Regions from separate parts of the Zea mays genome. Here all the other regions are linked to region 1. A link is a contact called in public Hi-C data. All regions are on one chromosome and are shown on one strand. The core of a region is the stretch at or near the end of the contact, and the rest is flanking DNA. Distances in the headings are between cores, read along the strand shown.

Region 1 (3,629 bases), core at 370-2,869:
CGAGTCCAGGATGGAGATGCGGGTAGTACACTACTAGGCGTCTTCAGATGAGATGAGAATGGAGACTGCGTCTGCTGTGCTGGGTGCTCTCATCTGCACGAACAAACACATCTCCCTGTCGTCCGGATGCGGCGGCAGCCATGTGCACGCCACGGCTGCCAGCCACCGCGACGCACTCACCCCGTCACCCGCAGTCCTCAGATACGAAAACTATCCTGCACTCGCACTGCACTCGCACCGCACCATGGTGGTGTGTCTGCCATGTGGGCCGGACGCGTCGTCGGACCCACATGGCGCGTGCCGAGGGATAACCCGTGGGCGCGCGCCGACGTGCTGCTGGCCAGCCCAGCGGTGGAGCGGTGGCTGGCTGGCCCATGCGCCGCTGCCGGACAGCGGTTCGAGGAGGCTTCCGCTCGCACGTGGACCCGCTGCCTTGCTGGTCCGGCCCGCGGCCCTTCGCCTTTGCCAGGGCAGGATCAAAAGGCCTCGAATTACCTAGCGGTGGTGCAGCAGGGTCATCACCGAGACACCGATGAACTCCGATCCACTCAGAGCTCAAGCTTCGTCGAGTCGAGAGATTCTCTCCGGACACTAGGACTCGACGGAGGAAGGTGTCGTCGATAGATGGTTATTAACTAACTAACTAACTAACTAACTAATCACTCACCCCACTTTTACCTTGACAAATGACAGTGCAGGGAGAATTTAATTAATTAATTAATTAATTAATCAACCACCGGGCAGCGCATGAAACCTGGTGGTATCTTGTTCCTCGGACGCCGTTAAACAACGTGCGATTCATGCAAGCTATACTTCTACAGTTCTACTAGTAGCATAGAGACGCCAATCGCCACCAGATCTACAACTAGGGGGCGTTTGGTTACTTGTATGGGTGAGCCTGACTCGTATCTAGTGAGCCTGGCTCAGACTGGACTGGCTGAGTGCATGCAGTATAGCGTGTTTGGTTGTGTGTATGTGGCCAGTCTGGTTCACAAGAGATGTTGTTTGGTTGCTTGCATGAGTACATGGTGCATGAGTTAAAAAAATTGTTAAATAAATTAAAAAATCTATTAATAGACACTAATTATATGGTAAATTGCTTAATAGATACTAATTACATGTTAATATACACTAATTATATATTAATCTTAATCACGTAATTTTTTTATTTGAAATATATATAGTATGAGTGGTCTAGTTTCGTTCGCAAAAATGTCAGGAACGCGGATATGAAATCGGTTCGGTGATTAAATCTTTTAATTAGACGATATAATGAAAAAACCAATTAAAAACGTGTCTCGATATGCGTGCACGAGTAAAGAGCTGGCTGAGCGGAGCCTGGCCGCGCGCGTGCGGCCGCGCGATGTGTTTCTGCCGGGCCTGGCTCGCGGCGCTTTAAGTTCCGTGCTAGCCTGTCTCGTGCGATACAACGAACCAAACAAACAATACTTTTTGCATAGATGCAGCTGCACCACCGGAGAAGGCAACCAAACGCCCCCCTACGGTATCCCGTCCCACGGGCGAACGAAGGCGGTAGCCGAGCAGCGACGATACTGGACGTCACTGGACAGGGACAGCACATCACATCACCCTCTCTGTCTGTCTCTTCCCTTGCCCGAGCAGGCCTCCCGGCTTCATTTCTACCTACGTGACCCCAAGCGCCGAGCCCGCTGATCAATCCATTTCCCATTTCCCCATCCCGAGACCAGGGCCAGGCACGCACCAGGAACCACCCACGGCGGCCACCGCCCCCGCCCACCCGCGCGATCGGTCCGCCCCCTGCGCATTGCGGCAGACCTACCTACCTCGGTGAGCCGTGCCCGTGGGCGAACCACCCCTCCCAATCCCACCTCCTCCCCACCGGACCGGCAATTCGGCGGTGTCCGAGCCGCCCCGTCCGTCCACCCCGCGCTGTTGGATCGGGCCACCGCCGCCGAGAAAAAAAAAGCTGCCTTTTTATCTCCTTCGGCCCGGCGGGCGCGCCGAGCTGTGATCCGGCGCCGCACACCTGGGCTCTGGTGGTTCCGGTTCTTATCCGGAAAGGGGGGGCGGCATCCGAGGCGGGGCGCCACGGGCGCCACGTGACGAGCGGTTGGCGATGGCGACGACGGGCGCGGGAAAGCGCAGCGGCGAGGCCCGCGCGCCGAGGCTTACATAAGGAGGATCCCGACTGCCCGTACCGTACCGTCGCGTGGGAAGGGACCGAGGCGCGGAGATCTGGGCTGTTCCTGAGCCGCCGGGATGGGGACCGCGCTCGACGCGGCGGCCTTCGGGTCGGTGGACGGCGTGGTGGGCGAGATCATGCGGCTGCACCGCGCCCTGCCGGCGCGCCCGGCGCCGGAGGAGGCGGAGGCCGCCGAGGCGCTGGTGCGCGCCGCCGACCGCGAGGAGCGGGCGCGCCTCGACGCCGCCGCGCGCTTGCGCAGGCCGCCCGCCGTGCCCGACGAGCTCTTCGGCGTCGCCCTCGAGATGCACCGCGCGCTCGCCGCCTTCCACTGCCGCGAGCAGAAGCGCGACGCCGCGCGCCTCCTCGAGCTCGACGCGCTCCACGGCCTCTTCGACGACCTCATCCAGCGCGCGTCGCAGTGCGTGCCGTCCAGCTCCGGCTCCAGCTCCACCCGCGCCGCGCCCCGCGTCGCCGCTGCGACCACCGCTGCCGCCTCGTCTTCCTTCGCAGCCGCGTCGTCATCGGCGGTGGCCGCTGACAGCGGCGCTCACCGCTACTCGTCGATGGAACCTAATGGGTTCAGCGCGCCGAGGATGGTGACCGGCATGGGGCGCGTCTCCATGGACGACAGCTACGTCAAGAAGGCCAAGGCCGCAGTGTGGGACGACAGGGTTGTGGCGTCGAGCTCCCATATGCCGCGAGGAGCAGTTTCTGCAAACTCCGTGGCGACTCCTGTGGACGGCGGCTATGGTGAGCCCATTCTACCTTCAACTGCTCTGTTTCCAAATTTGTGATTTCAGTGGAGTGCTTACATGCGCCTTCATGTAAATTGCTGCTACGATTTAGAGCTCTACCGAGTTAAACTTGAAGCATATGCATTGTTCTGTTGTGCAATGTTTTCAGATCGGCGATCAGCTTCTGATCGCCAGAGGACCGATCAGAGCGATTAGAGCGATTAATCGGACGATCAGTCCGATTAATCGGCTTCTGATCGGTTGATCAGAGCTCCTGATCGTCCAGGGCTGGGAAAACCGACCAGAGGTCCAGGCATCAGAAATTCAGCATTCAGCATTCAGATTCAGCAGTTCAGCACTTTAGCTAAACACTAGAAATAATGGGTATAGGCTTAAAGGCAAAGACCCTAGAAATAAAATAGTCTGCTACTGTTATGCTACTAAACTAACAAGGCTCATTGGCTCAATGTAGCCTGCTCTCTTACCATGCCACAGCCACACATTATATATGTTATATAAAGAACCAAAATGAAAAAGTAGCACGAAAGAAATGGGACAGCTTCACAGTTCACAGAAGATGCATGCAGTGAGTGGGCCGAAATGAAGTAACGAAGCAGGCCAAACTGATCGTCCGCGATCTAGTCGGACGACTAATCGCGATTAGTCGTCGACTAATCGGACGATCAGGTTTCTGATCGCCCTGATCGCGTCGGTACTCCTTATCGGAT
Region 2 (3,629 bases), core at 720-3,219, 180 kb after region 1:
GGACCAGGCCATGACTCGCCCCAAGCCTCGTGCGACTACTCTGGGCCAGCAACAGCACCTAACCCCACCACATGGGCAGGTCCGGTGCCGCCACGTGTCCAGAAAAAGAGACATACTCTGAGGTATCACCAGCAAGTCCGGACCCCTATGGGAAGGTGTCGGACCCCTGTATATACGGTTCGGGCCTCCAAGTTTGGTCCAGTACCTCCACATGTGCGAACCGGACCCCTGGAATGGGATCCGGACCCCCCTGTATGGGGTCCAGACCGTCCACAGTGGGGTCCCAGGGTCCCAGGACAGAGCATACCCGAACCTTAATCAGGACCCAGGCGGGGGTCCGGTGCCGACACGTGTCCAGACCTGATCTGGTGGGATCCGGACCTTATCACGTACACTCCTGCTTCTCGCCCAGGCGGAGACCCGATGCTGACACGTGGCCTACTGCGCGCAGCGTAAGCCAACAGGCGGAGCCTGACATAAAGCCTCTGGGCTACGCGCGTCTTTGCATTTATTACGGATAAGACGTGCGTATGTCCATTCCAGTAACAGGCGGCGTGCCCAGTCCACGCTGCGTGGGCCGCGCTGTTACTCACACGTTACCATAGCAAGGGCAATGACTCACCATTACTCACGCGTTACCAAGAAAAGGGTAACTGCCTATCAATACTGCATGGACTGCAGTCATCATGACTCCCGCTGATTACTCATGCGTTACTAAGACAGAGGGAGCAACACAACGTCCATTAAAGATTTTGGTGTGCTGTCAGCATTAATTATTCACGTAATGTATTTCTTCCATTATGCTCCTGGGCCTGTCGGAGCTCAACATCCTTGTATGTGCCTCCCTTAAACTATAAAAGGGAAGGCACACATCGTTACAAGGGACACACTCAATACAATTTACACACAGTGGAGGTAGGGTATTACGCTCTAGCAGCCTGAACCACTATAATCCCTCGAGTCCTCTTGTGTTCATCCAAAATTCACCAAACAGGCAAACGCTTAGGCCCTCTCCTCATCTTAGGATTAGGGCGGGTGCATTCCGCCACCCGGACGGAGGATTTTCCCATCGACAGCATCGTCCTAGAAGCTTCGAGCTTCAAGAAGGTGGGCATGTGCGAGGAGGAAATTGGATTTGGTTAGTCAAATCGTGACGACTTGTGTTTATGTATGATGATCGATGCAATGATGAAGAAGCGGCACCCGACATGGGAGGAGAAAGAGAAGGAAGAATGATTTGCTATAGAGAATTACAAAAAAAATTCTTGGCTCTAGTACCATATTAAGGCCCCGTTTGGTTCCATTGGTCTTAGGACTAAAGTTTAGTCCATGGACTAAATTTTAGTCCCTACCCTGTTTGGTTGTAGGGACTAAACATATTCTAAATACATTAAATACAACACATAAAGAACAAAATACCCCTTTTTTGTTTGACGCCAGTTTTCTAGCAAGGGTAATTAGAGTAAATGTTGCCCTCTAGTCCCTTTTAGCACTCATGTGAGTGACTAGAGACTAAAGCCAATTAGTCCCTACTTTAGTCCTTCCGTTTGACAAAATAGAGACTAATAAACGGGACTAAAAACCAGAGACTAAAGATTAGTCCCTCTAACCAAACAGAGCCTAAAGTGGTGCAAGAGACTATGCTTTCTTTAAGTTGTACTCATGTATACAGGGGAATGATTTACATGACTACACAAGATTAGAGAACGTAGCTTCGAATCTTTACATGATAAGATGATAAGTAACATAAGAGGGTACAACTCTAAATCCAATAAAGTTAAGGGCGCATGACCCTTTTGAACCTTGTACCTTTGACAGGTATTACACATGCACGTACTTACAGTACTGCACGGCGACGAATGAACATGCATGCATGTGTACGTACGTTTTTCCCTCGGCGTCCTCTTTGCTCTCTCACGGCTTTAAAAGCTGTGTTGCGTCAATGCATTGCATGTTGATGTATGTATGCATGCATGAGACTTTACAGCAGCTAGGGCTAGCTACTCGTTGAGGTAGCGTAGCTTAGAACTAGCGCTGGCCGGTGGTGTTGGCTAGGACTAGGACGTTGCTACGACGTGCAACAGTTTCCCGTTAAGCTCCATCAAGTTTCCTCATTGGGCCCATGCCAGGTGCCACCGTGTCCATCTCCATCTTTTAACCTTTCCGTTCCATACATATCTCTCTCTATTTCTCTGGGACAAAGGAACAAAGAGCGAGCGAGAGAGAGAGAGAGAGCAGCTCTCAAGGTCATGGTCTTATGGAGGACAGGAGGAGCATGGTGGTGCTACCTAGCAAGAGCTCCCCACTATAAAGCGCCCCCACACACCATACCACAGCTCAGAGCTTCTTCTCATCATCTGGTAGAAAGAAAGAGTGAGAGTGAGGTTGGCAAGGGTATAGGGTTCTTGGTCGATCAAATACCTTTCCCCTCTTGGATTCTCATCTTCCTGCTTCGTTCTCACCAGATCGATCTCACCACGTGCCTGCGTAGCAAGCCACTCTGTATGCACCATCACCACCAGGACCAGGCCATGGGCGACGCGCTGTGGGACCTGCTCGGGGAGGAGATGGCAGCGGCGGGCGGGGAGCACGGGCTGCCCCCGGGGTTTCGGTTCCACCCCACCGACGAGGAGCTGGTCACCTTCTACCTCGCCGCCAAGGTGTTCAACGGCGCCTGCTGCGGCATCGACATCGCCGAGGTGGACCTCAACCGGTGCGAGCCGTGGGAGCTCCCCGACGCGGCGCGCATGGGGGAGCGCGAGTGGTACTTCTTCAGCCTCCGCGACCGCAAGTACCCCACGGGCCTCCGTACCAACCGCGCCACCGGCGCCGGATACTGGAAGGCCACCGGGAAGGACCGCGAGGTGCTCAACGCCGCCACCGGCGCGCTCCTCGGCATGAAGAAGACGCTCGTCTTCTACAAGGGCCGGGCGCCGCGCGGCGAGAAGACCAAGTGGGTCCTGCACGAGTACCGCCTCGACGGCGACTTCGCCGCCGCTCGCCGCCCCTGCAAGGTATGAACTATAGTACATGTAGGAGTACGTACGCAGAGCTAGCTAGATTTTCTTGAGTTCCTACAACTAAAACTGAAACGGCGCAGAGCTAGCTAGATTATTACTCCATGAATGGGTTACTTAAGGTTTCAGGGCCGATCTTTTCACGCTTTCTGTTCTGTTCTCAATGATTCTTCTTTTGAATGAATGCCCGTGAAAACGCAACACAGTGTGACAGTAGTAGAGATGTGATGCCATTGACAAGAGGGTAGGAGATGCAGATATGTCATATGAGATACTGCTATACTAGTACTGCTGAGTGCTGGCTGCAATGGATGTGGCATGCATGCATATGCACCATAGCCGCAGTACAAGGAAGATGGCTTGGGTGACATTTGCATGCAGATTGATAGATGTGTGCTTTATGTAGGAGTACTCCTTCTGTGTGTGCATTCATCAATGGCACTACAATAGCTGGTGTAAGCATGATGATGCACTGGTACAACAGCTAGCCACAGTGTTTGTGCCCAGGTTCAGCAGCATGCATGGCCAGGAGTAGTTCCATCGTCTATCTCTGCTCGAAATCTATTTGCACTGACACATAGGATCCATGCCAGCCAGCCAGAGCTACTGATG
Region 3 (3,629 bases), core at 722-3,221, 140 kb after region 1:
TTCGTATTAAATTAAAATCGAAAATGACTAAATTTCTAACCACCACTGCGACGACGGAAGGCGATGGTCTGAAAGGGTTACTAAACGACACCGTCTTTGCGCAAACTGACGCAGCCATATGGCACCGTTTTGGAGTTTGCAGAACCAGAATGCCGGTCTCTGTGAGACTGTGACCCGAGCAGGTTTGTCAACCGATCTGAAGGGACTGGTCACGCGGCCTACTCCATCGACGCCATGTTTGCCACGTCGGTGCTCATGCGGTCCCACCGGCCACCTGGACCTGGGGAGCGGCGGCCACTGTTCGTCACTGTCCCTGATGGAGAAGACGGCATGGAAAAGGCTTGCTAACCGATCCAGATTCGATCGTGTTGCAGGCCATGCCAGTGCCAGTGCCAGTGCCATCGGGAGTGCGCTGGCAGTGGTCCTCTCGGGTATGTTTGTGACTCTGTTTTTTGCCAGCTCGACCCATTTAACTCGTCTAGGCTGGACTTAGCATGTCCCGACTACTATAACTAATTTTATTTGCGCACTTATATCATATGAGTCTGGCTCTTGTCACTCAGTATCTAACCGGGCTAGAAGACTAAAACTATCTAAACGCGGAATCCTTGCGCCATGAATAGTCAGGCTCCCAAGAAACGGACCTTGATCTCGTTTCTATGGAGACAGGTTGAGAGACTAAACTTGCACGCAGACAGCCAGGCTCCCGAGTAAGCCAGACGACGCAAACACGGGAGCTGCAGCCCGGGAGCGCAGCCAGGCTGCTGGGCCATGAGGACAAACACACCCCTAGTCGCTGCCCGCTCTATGAGTTGCAGGATTACGAATGAAATCCTGTTTCCTGACAGCGCTTCCAATATAAGCAAAGTGTCATCCTGGCGAACGAGACCAACACTTGTGTACGTCCAACTAGGGCTTCAAATTAAGAACAAGATATATTTAAGAGATGAAAAAAAATAGAAGTGGGTCAGGGAGAAATGATATTCGGTGGTGGTGGTGGTGGTGTGGGCCCTGAGCACCCCCGCTGTGCATCTGTCGATAGCAGGACGGACGTGCATCTCAGGGCCCATCCCGCACCCGCCCGGCCCAAACCGTCGTGCGGTGCGCGGTCCACTACCCAACGACGCGGAAACCCCCCTCAAAAGTCAAAAACTACCCAGCCCGCACTGCAGTACTGCACGCGCGCAAGCAAAAGAGCCACACCGCCAACGCTCGTCCGCCCACCCACCCACCGTATTACCTCGATACGTTACGAGGTGGCGCCAAAAACGACTGCGGACTGCAGTACGGCGCGGCGTCTCGTGATTGATGGGTGTAACGTACCAGCGGCTGCTCTCGCAGGGGAGCCAGAGCCAGCGTCCGCGGGGCGGCGGCGTGCGGGCGCGGGCGTGGGTGCTGCTGCGGTGGGCGGCCGTGCGGCTGAGCTGCGCGGCGAGGCGGCGGTACTGGTGCGGCGGCGCAGGCCGCGCGCGGAAGCTGGCGTGGGCGGGGCTCTGCGGAAGAGGCGGCACGGCGGCGGAAAGGAAGGGCGGCAGCGGCAGGAGGAGTGCCACGGCGGGCGGCGGGGCCGGGGCCGGAGCCGGAGCCGGGGTGCTGGGGTACGACTCCGCCAGCTACGCGCGCAACTTCGATGACGGTGCGTGGAAGGCCGAGGAGGGCGTGTCCTGGGCCGGCCCCGGCGGCGCGTTCTTCCCCGGCGCCAACATCGGCGGCGCGGCCGTGGACACCGCCCGCCTGTGATGCCGTTCCCAGCTCCGTCCGTCCGCTAGGTAACTGGTAACTGTTGCTGCGCTGGAAATGGATGGATCGTGGTCGTGGATGCGTCACTCGGGATTTGCTTTCTTTTCTTTTTTTTTCTTGTTCATCTGGATTGTTGGCATTTACTTTCTTCGGTCGACAATGAAAGTATTCAGGCCGTGCTTGTTCGGGTGCAAAAAACAAAAAAACCTTGCTGCCATGCGAATGGAAACTGCCTTGAGTATCTCCGCACCTAGATGTATATACAGTATACGGTATACATATGTACGTATTTATGTGTATACGGCTAGCAAGCTGTCCAAAACACAACGCACAATAATCCAGATCAGACTGGAGAAGAGTGGATGGGGCGATGGGCACATCACATGGACCGCGCGCGTGGGCGGCACGTCTGGCTGAGCACGCACCGGCACGGGACAAACAACGGCCCGCCGGCCCCTCTCCTCGGTATTCCGCGTCAGGCGCCGACACGCCGTGCCGCCCCGCTTGCAGACATCATGGCAAGCAATGCGACATGCGAGACTGGAGCTCGCTTGTTCGTCTTGCCATCGTCTCTTTTCTTTGGGTTTTCTACCCGCTACGCGTGTATTGGTCTTGGTCGGAATCGGAATACAGCTGCTCCAGCTCTTCTTCAGTCCCCCAAGCAGTGATGAGCTGAGGAGCCAGGAGTTTGTCAGTTTCGCGCCTACCAACCGGTCCAGCCTCCGCGTCCAAGATCTCTCCCCCTCTCCCATCCACTAGTGTCTCCCACAGCCCGTTCGATCCCCCGGCCGGGTCGGTGGTCGCCAAAGTCGAGGAGCAATGGCGACCGACGCGATCCTGGAGACGATCAAGCCGCGGGGGAGCGAGGAGCAGCTGCCGGTGACCACGGCAGGGACCGGGATCGAGCTGCGGCGGCGCATCTCCTCCTTCTCGGCGCGCGTGAGGCCGTCGTCCTCCGTGGCGGCGTTCCGGCGCGCGCGGTCGATGCCCTCCGTCAAGGCGCTGGCGGCGGCGGGCGCGCTGCGGCGGTGGTGGGAGTGGGGGCTCGGGTGGGTCACGGCACCGTTCGCGACCCGCGCGCTGGAGCTCGGCGGCGGCGACGACGACGACGACGACGACGACGAGGCGCGGCCGCTAGGCCTGGGCGGGTGCCGGTGCGCCGGCGGGTGGCGGCACACCCTCTTCAGGCTCCGCGCCGGGGCGCGCCGCCTGCTGGGGCGCGACGGCCGCCCGCTCAAGGCCCCCGCGCCGCAGGACTTCGGGTACGACTCCGTCAGCTACAAGCAGAACTTCGACGACGGCGAGGCGTGACGCCGAGCCGGCATCGATCGAGGAGGTGGGGGCCATGGCGCTGTCGCTTCGCTTGCCGCCCGTACGTGATCCAGCTCCCGCAATAAAGCTACTGACGATTTTGATTTTGTGGTGATGTATATGGCATCTATCTATCTATGTAAGTATGGCGATTGTGTGCATGATATGACATCGGTCGGTCTCGGAAGGAAGATGATCGATCGATCGTTGCCGCGAGTTGGAGACCCGGACCATGAATGGTCGGTCCGTGAACGGGCATGTAACTTGTGTTCTTCTTTCGTTGTTTCGGGTCATCGTCATTGTCGCCGCTTTGCGTCAGTCTTGCTCCTGGAATGAACACGCCGTGGATCCCTTCGGGTCCTGGACGGACAGGCAAATGTATTTGATTTCTGAAGCACGGACGCAGACGAGAAAACCAGAACAGAGCAGAGCAGAGCAGAGCAGAGAGGATTCTTCTTCCTCCTCTCATCCGTCCTCCCGTTCAGGTTCAGCCGTTCAGGTCTGCTTCGGCTTCAGCGTCCCTTTCTCTGCAGCGCCGGGAGCGCGACATGGCAGCTACAGGGCTACAGCTACCACTG

Evidence for each region. A called contact is a pair of places that touch in the nucleus more often than the background predicts.
Region 2: a contact with region 1 is called in a Hi-C map of tassel, with 3 times the contacts expected there. The contact joins the promoter of LOC606438 here to the promoter of LOC100274964 in region 1. A contact is called at or near these places in 3 of 25 Hi-C or Micro-C datasets (ear and tassel).
Region 3: a Hi-C map of leaf shows a contact between it and region 1, with 4 times the contacts expected there. The contact joins the promoter of LOC103642122 here to the promoter of LOC100274964 in region 1. A contact is called at or near these places in 14 of 25 Hi-C or Micro-C datasets (bundle sheath, ear, endosperm and 5 more).

What each region holds. Positions count from the first base shown.
Region 1 is chr1:193,295,142-193,298,770 of Zm-B73-REFERENCE-NAM-5.0, reverse strand. It overlaps LOC100274964 (Plant intracellular Ras-group-related LRR protein 4), which reads left to right and starts at 1,619. Exons shown (of 3, transcript XM_008670882.4): 1 at 1,619-2,917. The coding sequence starts at 2,242.
Region 2 is chr1:193,112,359-193,115,987 of Zm-B73-REFERENCE-NAM-5.0, reverse strand. LOC606438 (Protein CUP-SHAPED COTYLEDON 3) reads left to right here and starts at 1,969. Exons shown (of 2, transcript XM_008665424.4): 1 at 1,969-3,014. The coding sequence starts at 2,250.
Region 3 is chr1:193,153,777-193,157,405 of Zm-B73-REFERENCE-NAM-5.0, reverse strand. LOC103642122 reads left to right here and starts at 1,971. Exons shown (of 1, transcript XM_008665438.4): 1 at 1,971-3,369. The coding sequence starts at 2,560. The coding sequence ends at 3,051. It overlaps LOC100279120, which reads left to right and starts at 1,302. Exons shown (of 1, transcript NM_001152161.1): 1 at 1,302-1,938. The coding sequence starts at 1,309. The coding sequence ends at 1,740.